Linked DNA regions of Sus scrofa: all the other regions are linked to region 1. The links are chromatin contacts, called in public Hi-C and promoter capture Hi-C maps. All regions are on one chromosome and are shown on one strand. Each heading gives the region's core, a stretch centred on a gene start, on an enhancer-like site or on the middle of the called end of the contact. The rest is flanking DNA. Distances are from core to core; before and after follow the strand shown. Region 1 holds the start of LOC110255736. Region 2 holds the start of RAB3GAP2 (rab3 GTPase-activating protein non-catalytic subunit). Region 3 holds the start of HLX (H2.0-like homeobox protein).

Evidence for each region. Promoter capture Hi-C pulls out the DNA fragments that hold promoters and counts their contacts. A called contact is a pair of places that touch in the nucleus more often than the background predicts.
Region 2: a Hi-C map of heart right ventricle shows a contact between it and region 1, with 6 times the contacts expected there. The contact joins the promoter of RAB3GAP2 here to the promoter of LOC110255736 in region 1. A contact is called at or near these places in 2 of 47 Hi-C or Micro-C datasets (embryonic fibroblasts and heart right ventricle).
Region 3: a contact with region 1 is called in a promoter capture Hi-C map of fetal skeletal muscle, with 12 times the contacts expected there. The contact joins the promoter of HLX here to the promoter of LOC110255736 in region 1. A contact is called at or near these places in 1 of 5 promoter capture datasets (fetal skeletal muscle), 12 of 47 Hi-C or Micro-C datasets (alveolar macrophages, embryonic fibroblasts, fetal skeletal muscle and 6 more) and 1 of 2 datasets of contacts at active chromatin or transcription factors (skeletal muscle).

Annotation. Positions count from the first base shown.
Region 1 is chr10:11,312,662-11,316,306 of Sscrofa11.1, reverse strand. LOC110255736 reads left to right here and starts at 1,577. Exons shown (of 7, transcript XM_021065090.1): 1 at 1,577-1,623; 2 at 2,279-2,721. The coding sequence starts at 1,577. HHIPL2 (HHIP-like protein 2) reads left to right here. Exons shown (of 10, transcript XR_002336124.1): 10 at 1-460. It overlaps TRNAT-UGU (a tRNA gene), which reads right to left and starts at 2,931; the gene lies at 2,859-2,931.
Region 2 is chr10:9,826,749-9,830,393 of Sscrofa11.1, reverse strand. RAB3GAP2 (rab3 GTPase-activating protein non-catalytic subunit) reads left to right here and starts at 2,064. Exons shown (of 35, transcript XR_002336185.1): 1 at 2,064-2,347.
Region 3 is chr10:10,261,527-10,265,171 of Sscrofa11.1, reverse strand. HLX (H2.0-like homeobox protein) reads right to left here and starts at 1,731. Exons shown (of 4, transcript XM_021064336.1): 1 at 1-1,731. The coding sequence starts at 414. It overlaps MARC1 (mitochondrial amidoxime-reducing component 1), which reads right to left. Exons shown (of 9, transcript XR_002336192.1): 9 at 705-811.

The DNA of each region.
Region 1 (3,645 bases), core at 328-2,827:
CGAGTGTGGTCCCCAGGCCCCCAGGGGAGGAGGAAGCAGAGCCCCAAGACCCCCCCAGGCAGAGGGGCACAGCGGCAGCGAGCTGGCAGGAGCCTCCCTCTGATGCTTCCGTCAAGGTGGTGGGTCAGGGGATGAGCTTCCAGTTTGCCCCTGGGGAACTGCTGCTGCTGCTGCTGCTGCTGCTGCACATGACCTTAGACACCTGGGAAGCTGGGGTGCAGGCGAGGACCAGTGGTGAGAGCTTGACCTTGGGCTGCGCAGTGGTCTTCTCCTCAAGAACCTTGTCCTCTGACCTGACCGGATGCCCCATGTCCGCTTCTGCAGCGAGACCAAAGCCCATGTTGCCAGGCTACCTGGCTGCCTGTTTGCCAGTCTGTAAACCCGCTTGGAAGTCCACTGTGTGTCCCTGTTTGTAAGTGCCCGTGACCTAAGGCAATAAATCAACACTTGCTCAAATGGACCCGGAGTGTTTGATCTCCTGGATGCTTGCCTGGTGGTAAGAAATGGGACGTGGAGTTCCCGCGTGGGGCAGGGGCTCGGCAGCGTCTCTGCGGGCCAGCACGCAGGTTCTGAGCCTGGCCAGGCACAGCAGGTTAAAGGATCCAGTTGCCCCAGCGGGGCCTAGGTCGCAGCTGCGACTGGGATTTGATCCCTGGCCCGGGAACTCCCTATGCCCAGGTGGCCGAAAAAGACAGAAAAGAAAAAAAAAAAAAAAATCTGCCGTGCTTCACCCAGTTTGCCTAAGAGCCATGTGTCACTCCCAAGCCTCATCTCAGGTCTAAGAGGGGGCTTGTAGTGATGCCTTTGGGGGAGAGCTCCTCTAAAATGGATGTCTCCTTCGCCCTCACTGAAGCGAGGGTATGAATAAAGGCAGGTCCTCTGGCGCCTACTGTTCTGCGGGGCAGAGAGCATAGCAAACATGACTACAGGTTGCATACCTATTATGTGCTAAGTTTATATCCACTCTCCAAAACCTCAAAACCTTGCTGCTTGCGTGTTGCCCCATCACTTCTGCTGCAGATCAGGGAAGTGAGGCCTGGCGAGGTTAGGCCACTTGCCCTGGACCACGGCAGCAAGGGAGCGGGGAATTGTTCAGCTGGACTTGAACCAACGCCCCTGTCAGCCTCTCTGGGGGCCCCCAGGGAGGGTGGTGGCTTTTAACCTGGTACTTGAGGAATGACAGAGCTAAGAGCTTCAACAAGTTCTCCAGATTCTGCAGAGTACCCGGAAGAATATAGGCAATTTGACTTAATGGAACAAAACCAAAAATGCCAGGGTTTTAGGATCCAGAGCTAAAATCTTGCAAGCCAAGAAATTGTCCCAGTCACATCATCCTCAAAAGAACCCAGATTAAGAAATACATTCTCTTGTTTTTTGTGGAGTTTGGGTTATGCTGGGGGAGATACTTGATTTCGTCTCAACAAGTGCCATGCTTACAGCTTGCCAGGCACAGTACAGGCTCTGGGAGACCCAAAGAGATGAAAGGCTTACCTGCTGTAAGCACTGTTAAGCATTAACTTGAACTCAAGGTCATGAGACTCGGGATCCTTGAACTTGCCCCATATGAGAGCTGCAAATGGGAGCCGCCCATTTAATTAAAATTTTTCTAGTAGCCAAAAAAAGGTAAAATTAATGCAATTACACAATTTATTTAATCCTGTATATTATGGTATTATTGTTTCAATATGTAATTGATTAAAAATTACTAATGGGATAGTTGACATTCTTTTTTTTTTTTTTTTGGTACTGAATTTTCTAAACCCAATGTGTATTTTATTTCAGCAAATCTCAATCTGGAATAGCCACATTTCAGGCACTCAATGGTTTCATGTGGCAGGGGGCTAGTTTATAGACAGTCCTTTATCAAAACATCCTGGGTGCGGACAATTTCTGTATTCAGAAAATGCTCTGGGGAATTCCCGTTGTGGCTCAGCGGAAACAAACCCAACTAGTAGCCATGAGGATGCGGGTTTGATCCCTGGCCTCTCTCGGTAGGTTAAGGATCCGTGGTTACCACCAGCTGTGGTGTAGGTAGCAGATGCAGCGCGGATCTTACATTGCTGTGTCGTGGGTCAGCAGCTGTAGCTCTGATTCGACCCCTCACCTGGGAACTCCCATATGCCACTCGTGGCCCTTAAAAAAAGAAACAGAAAAGAAAGGGCACTGGTGACTATAGTCACCCAGCATTCGGGAATTCAGGGTAAAAACTGCAAACCTTGGCTTCCCGCGCAGCCCGGGCCCGTTTATTTCGGGGAATCGCTCCCTCTTTCTCTCGTAGGGGGCAGGATGGTGGCGCCAAGCTGGGCTCTGAACGCCAAGCTGCCACGTGTCCTCGTCCAGGCCACGCGGGCCAATCTCTGGGCCCGGCAACAGGGTCTGGAGGCGCCCTCGCCGCGGGTCGGGCCAGCGAGAGCCGGGCTCCAGCGCCACCAGGCGGCCGCGCGGCGTCACTGCAGGCGCAGCCACGTCCCGCCCGCCCCGCGCACCCGCGCCGCGCGCCGCGCGCCGTCGAGGTCCCCGCGTCGCCGCCCTCTGCCTTTCGTAACTCGGCGCGGGGTCTGGGTTTGCAGGGCTTTGAAAACGAGCCCCCGGCGCCTTGCGCCCTCTCTTCCGGCGCTCTGGCCGCAGATTCGGGTAGCGCCGGCCACCGTGGACCATTTTTCTTTTTTTCCTGCTTCGCGGCGTTCCAGGATTTTCTCTTCCGGGTCGCTCTGAGGCACGGTAAGCATGTTCGTGATTTATATTTCAGGACTAAGTCCTGCCAGAAGTACCGTTTTTTAGAAATCACTGTTTCATTTTGGAATCCCTGGTGCGTATTTACGCGGGATGGTTTTTTAAAAAAAGCGGAAATGCAGATGAGGCCCCAGCGAGGATCGAACTCGCGACCCCTGGTTTACAAGACCAGTGCTCTAACCACTGAGCTATGGAGCCTGCTCACTACCTGGCGCGCTGTAATTCAAGGACATTGGAAGTAACATTGCTTTCCGGCAGTCTCAATTAACTGACCCTCGGCGTCCACTATCTCGGACAATTGTAAAGACAACGTAATAAGCAGAAAAAAAAGCCGAATCTCAAAATTGTATGTTTATGATTACCAAACACGAATTCATACCGACGATACATTATGCATACAGATAATTACTGAAAGGGAAAGTGCAAAAATGAAATACTGTTCTAATGGTGCATGAATGGTACCTTTACGTCTTAAAAAGTTCTCCAGTCTGTTGTTTGTATGACAAATTGTATCAAGTTTTGTACTTAGAGGGAAGTTATGGGGGAGTATCTTTGGTACCCGTAACTGAAATAAGTAATCGACTGAGGATGAATTAATTGATTCCACACATTTTTGAGTACGCACGTCCTACCCGATGGTAGAGGTACAGTGAGTAGGTAGCGCTCTGTTCCCTCTCCTGTGTAAACGATCCATCACTGCCTGAAGGAGAGGATGACAAGCACGCGCTCCCAGAGGTCTGGAGGCTTCTCTCCCTGACCTCCTTCAGATTCCTTTTCTCATCAAGACTCTTCTCTCACCACCCCCTCCCCCATTTAACGCGGCACCACCCTCCTTATCCGGCCCCTTTGCCCCCAACTACTCAACTTTCTTTCCTGCTGGACAATGTGTTTATTATTACGTTTATTCTCTCC
Region 2 (3,645 bases), core at 815-3,314, 1.5 Mb after region 1:
GGCTCTGACCTTCATCTATTTGCCTTCAATTTATTTCCATCGCATTTTTCTGTCATACGAAGCGGACGACTACATTAGGTTTCCTTTTGGAAGTATGTGAGTGTCTACAATTCTTTAAGCTAACATTAATATAATTCCTTTTGTTGGAGAAAATTTAGGCAATCTAAGCAAGACATGGAAAATTTTATTTGAGCCGAGTTTGGGAAGAGTGTCTCAGAAAGCTCTGAGAACTGTTCTGCCTGTTAGAAGTCAAGGCACAGTTATATAAGTTTTCTGAGATAGAGGGCTGGGCGTCAAATGACATATTATTGATGGCTCACACAATCCAGATCTAAGTGTCATGTCACCCCCTTATGAGATCAAGAAGATACGTTATCTTTTTTGGTGTTCGGTTTTTAGAAAAAAATTTTTTTTGAATATTTTCTTTTCTTTTTCCTTTTTTTTTTAGGGCTGCATCTGTGGAGGTTCTCAGGCTAGGGGTTCAATTGGAGCTGTAGCCGCTGGCCTACGCCAGAGCCACAGAAGTGCTGGGTCTGAGCTGTGTCTGCAACCTACACCACAGCTCATGGCAGTGCCAGATCCTTACTTAACCCACTGAGCAGGCCAGGGATCGAACCCACGTCCTCAAGGATGCTAGGCGGGTTAGATAGCACTGAGCCACAATGGGAACTCCTATTTTATTTTTTTTAAATGATTTTTATTTTTCCATTATAGTTGGTTTACAGTCTTCTGTCAATTTTCTACTGTACAGCAAAGTGATCCAGTCATATATATGTACATTCTTTTTCTCTAGAAAAAATTATTTAAATGGACTTTGCGTCTTCTCAGACACACAGATAAATTCCTTCACTAAAAAACTGAGAAAAGACACTTTTCCAAGATGGCATTGTGACTATCTAATTGAATATGTGGGAAAGTACTTTAATGAACATGGAAGTGCTTTGGAAAAGCATGGAGTTATTGTATTTACTTTATATACACATTCCATTTACTCCTCCAACAAATATTTATTGAGCACAGTGTTCCAGGTTCCTCGCTAGACACGGTGGATATAATGCGCAATTTAATGACATCACAGCCTTCAGCAGTTTACAATCAAGTCTGCTTCCTGATCCTGACAACCCTCCACCTCCGCTTCAGCGAAACAGAACGAAAAAGAAAAAACAAGGTAAAGTCCACTGTTCGGTTTTGTCTTTTTGCCTTTTCTAGGGCCGCTCCCACGGCATATGGAGGTTCCCAGGCTAGGGGCTGAATCGGAGCTGTAGCCGCTGGCCTACGCCAGAGCCACAGCAACGTGGGATATGACCGCGTTTGCGACGCCGGATCCTTAACCCACTGAGCAAGGCCAGGGATCCAACCTGAAACCTCATGGTTCCTAGTCGGATTCCTTAACCACTGCGCCACGACGGGAACTCTACTGATCTGTTCTTTCATAGTACTTTTTAACTCTCTTTTCCTCCTAGCACTATTACAACTTCAATTACATTGGTTACTAACTGTGTCAGCCACTAGAATTTTGAGGTCCACGGGAACAAACATTTTATTTCTTTTGTTCCCTGCTTTATACTCAGTGCCTTGCGTGGCTGACATTGAAAAGAGAGTAATGAATGTGTTGAATGCATGAATGAATGAATGTAAAAGCAAGTGGATGCCGAAAACCTAAATATAATTCAGCACAACACGCATTATATTAGGCGTACGTAGAACGATGAGAATTTATAGGCAGGGCATTTAAAGTAGCCTTGATGGGGCTGATGGCCAGAAGAAATATCTTTCAAACTCAGATACTTGCATGATACCGTCCTCAACTGGCCTGCCGCAGGCTTAACAGGGACTATCCGCTCAACCATCAGGATCCTGCCAATTGTGGCAGGTCCAGGAGACTGGTTAAATGACTCGAGGGCCGGCGTCCAATTAGATCATCTCTGGCTAAAAGCCACAAGAAAGAAGACGTTTCATCCCCCGGTGCAGCCGCAGGACTGGGACCAGAACCAGCCCCATCCTCCACGTCGACGCCGCCGTCGGTCACGTCACGCGGGCCGCCCGCGCATGCGCAGCGCTCGGACGGCGGCCCCGCGGGCGCTGACGGCTTCCGGCCTGGTGTCCCCGCCCCCGCGCGGCTCCTGCTTTCCCGGCTCCGCGGAGGCGGCGGCGGCGGCGGCGGTGGCCGCGGGGTGGCGGGGGCAGGGGTGGCGAGGCCAGCTGGATGCCCGATCGGGGGTCCCCGGAGCCATGGCCTGCTCCATCGTCCAGTTCTGCTACTTCCAGGACCTCCAGGCCGCCCGGGACTTCCTCTTCCCTCATCTGCGGGAGGAGACCCCCAGCGGCGCCTTGAAGAGGGACCCCAGTAAGTGCCCCCGCCGCCCCCGCACGCCCTGATCGCGGGGTCCAGTCTCCCCCCAACTGCGCGACTCCGGCCCCCGGCTCCTAGCTCCCCTCGCGGATCCCCTGCCCTCCTCGCCCTGGGGCCGCGTCCGCGCTGCCTGCGTCGGCGCCGTCGGCCTCGCGCCGGAACCGCCCCGCCCTCTGGCCGGACCCTGCGTCTCGCCTCCTCTGGTCCCGGCCGAGCGCTCTCCCCACCCCCGCTCTCCCGCGTGTCTCCTCCGCCTCGCGTGGCTCCAGCCCCGGCGCCCAGCTCCGAGGTCGCGTCTTCCTCCCGGTTCCTCGCCAGCTGTCAGCGCTCTGGCCTGGCTTTGCCTCACCCTCCGCGCTCGTCCTTGCCTGGGACCGTGGCCTTCCGCTGCCGCCCTTTCCCAAAGTGTTTACCATCGCCCGCACTCTGCCTTCTTCCGTCAGCTTTCCTCCGGTTCAGATTTAGAGAACGAGTGATTGACAGGTGAGGGACTCCTAAGGTGATGCGTAGGCGTCTCCTACGTAAGGACACGGACCTGTCAGGAGGTGGGAACCCACATCGGGCCTGAAATTACAGTAGCGTGGCCATGAGACGTTAATAATTTGCTTTCTTGAGATGAGAAGCTTTCCAACCTGTTATTATCATCAAACAGTGCGACTTGCCCACGTAGTATAAAAGCGCAAGTCTGGTTTATTAGCGGCTGCGTGGTTCTAAAGAACTTCGTACATTTCTGCTGTTGAAAAGGGTGTGTGTTTTCTGTTTGATTTCTTTGTATTTCCATTCACGTGGCTTTGTAGTAAAAGCCATTTGTCCGAAGCACATTTGGCTTTGTAGTAGAGTGCTGTTACTTTGTGCTCTACTGGAAGGGTGATAAAAGTTCCACTACATAAGCTCCTTTCCTTTTTTAAATTTAGAAGGCATCAAATCAGACCTGTTTAGGAGTATTTCCTGTGTGCCAGTCAGCAGTGCTGCAAATCAAATAAGGTTGATAGACTCTGTTGTCTCGGCCCTTATGGTTGACGGAGACAAGTGCGTGAGCTTGTACAGTACAGTGTGATTGAGATGCACAGATGGCACTAGGGATACTTTAAGTGGTGGTACTTAAGCCTCCCTAGAAGCCATTGAAGTAGGAATTAGATGAACAGGGAGAAGCAGCGGCGTTTGCTGAGCAAAGGAAGGAAGGCCTGAAATGGCATGATATTTAGAGAGCTCAGGCAGGCGGAATGACTGAGAAAGAGGATGCCAGGAAAAGAGAGGGGAGGGAAGATGAGCTGTAAAGGTAGCAAGGAGCT
Region 3 (3,645 bases), core at 482-2,981, 1.1 Mb after region 1:
AGGCTGTTGCTGCTGCGGTTGTTGTTGCTGCTGTTGTTGCTGTGGGTGATGGTGGTGGTAGGCGGCTGAGAGTGGAGACAGCCGCTGCGGGAAGCCAGCCGGGACTTCGGAGGGCGCCACCACCGGGGTGGGTCGAAGCGGGGATCTGGCGGCTGCCTGGAACGAGGCGTGCGGGTGAGCCGATCCCAAGTGCGCGGTGAGGGCGGCGGCCGAGGCCCCAGCCAGACCCTCCGGGGCCGCCCCCGGCTCCCCAACGCCGGCGTGGAGGATGTCCGCGATGCAGAAGGAGGGTTTCTTGACGGCAGCGGGGTCCAGGGGGAAGGAGCAACCGCCCGGGCCGGCGGAGGAGCAGTAGGCGGCCGACCAGAGGCTGAAGTTGGGCGCGTAGAAGGGAGCCAGCCCCGCGGCGAACATCCTGGCGGGGTGAGGCCAGCGGCCGCTGCGGCCTGCCGGGGCCGAGTGGGTGAGTGGGTTCGCGGAGAGGGGCGCGCTAAGTCCAGGAGGGGGCGGCAGCCCAGCCGGGGTCGATCCACTTACACTTCTCGGTCCGAACTGAAGCGAAGCCAGGGAGCCCTAGCGCCACCGACGGAGGAGGCGAGGCCCGGATCCCAGCCGGTCACAGCCTCGGGCCCTGGCCTCACTTTAAAGGCGGCTCGGCGCCCGCGCTCCCCGCGGGCTGGAGGCGAGCGAGGGGCGCTCGGGCGGCTGGGCGGGCGGGTGCGCGGCTCCGCACACGCCAGGGAAGCCAGGGAAGCCAGGGAAGCCAGGGAGACGGGGCCGGGCACCGAAAGAAACAGCCAAACAGCTAAGGCTTGAGAAATAAATTTAAAACAACAACAATAATAATCCGTTAGTTTAAAAAAAAAAAGTAATAAGAGGGGAAAAAAAAGAAAAAAAAAAACTCCTCTCTAAAAACTCCCAAAGTTTTGGCAGGAGCTTTCGAGTCAGACCCAGGGTAGGACCTCGATCAGGGCGTTCATTGGCCATGCTGGTGACCAATGGGAGCGGGGAGTGGAGGGGAACTGGGTAAGGGGGCGTGGCCCGCCCCCTCGGCCACGCCCCAGCCACGCCAAACTGTTTGCTGCTGCCGCGTGGGTTGAGCCCAGTCGGGCGTCCTTCTCCGAAGAGTACGATCCGGGACCGACCGAGGTTCCAGGGTGTTCTAACCTTCAGCTACGGCAGCTCCGAACCGGCGCCAGGTGTGGAGAGTTGGTCACAGCGCTCCTGGAGCGCTCGCCTAGGGAAGCTGGTGCTCCCCTAAATTAACGCGGGTGCAAGGCCCGCCTCCTGGGACTCTGGGGGCGCCCTAGGTTTCCCAACTCTTTACTTAAGTGGGGCCTGATTTTCTCCACTCGGCCTTTATCCCGAGAGTCATTGTCCCCTACAAGGCTCCATCTTTTATGAGTTCCCGCCCCTACGCTGCCCTGCCCTGAGCTCTCGCGCGGGATTGCTGCGGCACTGGGTCAGCCCCACCCAAGTCAGCCCCGCGTCCGCTCCTCTGCCTCGGAGATCCTCTGGGAAGAGAGGAGGGGCGGCCACAAATTAGCTTTATTCCGAGCTGTCACGCACTGACAATTTGAATGAGTAACTTTTCAAACAAAATAAGATGGATGTCTACGAACGTCTCCCTCGGACGCGGCCAAACCTTCCCCCAGCCTAAGAGACAACAAAACAGGCCGCCGTCCGAAACAGGGAGAGCGGCACGCGCGGTCCGCTCCTCTGCAGTACCTTGTAGGAAATGTCACCCTACCTCCTCCTCTGCCACATCCCCGATCACGTGGGGTCTGTAGTTTTGCAAGTGCCCACGAGAGCAGATTTCCTTGGGGTTAAATACTGCTCCCAATCCCGTGGCTGTTTCCCCACAGGGCCTGGTCGCAGGAGAAGCTGCAGTGGTGGCCGAGGTCTTCCACTCGTACTTGGGGTCTTCAGAGCGCAGAGCGCGTGTAGTGGGGGGTTTTCTGCAGCATCAACATCTCTATTTTAAGAATTCGTTCTCTTTTAAATTATAGTCCTAACGGGTTTCCCCACCCCTCTCCCAAACAAACCACAGGCCACCCAGATGAGCTTTTCTTGCACATTTTCAGGAAGAAAATAAAATAATAACAATAATGAAACCACGAAAGCTTTTGTTTTCGATTGTCCTAATAAGCATCTTCTAACAGAACTTCCGCACCTCTGTGGCATTTTTTAAAAGTTCATTTCAGTTAACAGGTCTTACCAAAGAGAAACCCAGAAAGGCAAATGACTTTACTGTGCCTCTCTCGAGTCCAGAATTTGGGCTAGTTCATTTCTAGTGGTTTCTAGCCTCGGGTTGCAGATGCTGTCATCTTAAGCTTTTGACTTTCTCCCGGAAAGTATCAATCACGAATCAATCACTTCTGACCAGCCAGCACTGAAAACAAGCACACCCTCCACCCAACACCCACCCCACCCAGCCTCTGTCTCTCTCTCTACCTCTTTTACTAAAGGGGTTTCTTGCCCAGCTCTCGGCAGCCGGGACAGAGGTGTCAGCAGAGGTGGAAAGAAATGATGGATCTGCTGCTGCACTAGCACCTGGGGTGGGAGAGGCGCCCAGGGGCAATGAGGCCAACAAGGATGTATAAGGCCTTCTGAGTCGTTGGACCCGCCCTCAAAAGCTCCAGCGCCGGCAATAGATGCAAAGGCTGTGGATTCCAGCGAGCCTTGGGTCCGAGGGCGCTGCCTCTGCAGAACTTGGCAGCCCTGGGGGAAAGTCGCTAGCGCCAGCCAGCGTAGATCTGGTGGCCTTAAGCCCTCTCTTCCTCCTTTTTCTGGTGTCACTTCCAATTCCGTTGCAAACATCAAACCTTGGCCTAAGCATGAATTCACTGTACCAAACGGGCCGCATTTAGGCCTCGCCCCAGGCAGCCGGCCCCAAAATGAGACGCGATCCTGTGGGTGGGCACAGGGTGCAGATCGGGCTGGAAGGCGAGCCCTCTGGGTTTCCAGCTGGGCCCACCACCGCATCTGCAGCATTTCAAGGCCTGAGCACGGGGCGGGAGGGGAGAAAACTAGGCCCCAAGGGCGCGTTTCCGCCCCCTCGCCCGCCTCGTGCTCCTCTTTTCCCGCTAGGCCCAAGGTTCAATTTAAATGGCAACTTGTCCCGCGCGTCCCTCGGCTTTCCCAGACCCTTGGCTTCGTTGCACCGGCATCAGCCCCGCCCGGACCCACTCGGAGCTCCCGGAGGGAAACGCGAAAAAGGAAATTTGGGGAAGGACCTCCTGCCTCCTCTCCACACTGCACCCCGGCCCAGGCCTGGGCTCTGCGGGCTCCTGGCCGTCTTTTGAGTCTTCAGAATCCCCTCCCCCTTACACCCCCACTCCTCCGAACCAAGAAAGCAGCAGGAAACCCTGGACTCGCTGGAGTTCAGGTCATCTCCTGTTTTTGATGGGCTCAAACTCGGACTAAATGAGCGGATGTGCCTGCGAGATTGGTCTCAAAATAGAAGTGGCCTTAGTATTTTAGGATACTGCAGAAATCCTTATTTCTTCCGGAGAAAAACTCTATAATGACTCCTAGCACTTCCCCTTTCAATATTTGTGCAACTTTATCTCCACCGACAAGTTGCTCGGGTGACGCAAATCCGCCCTTGTGTATTACAACGACCAAAATAAATGCGCGGAAATC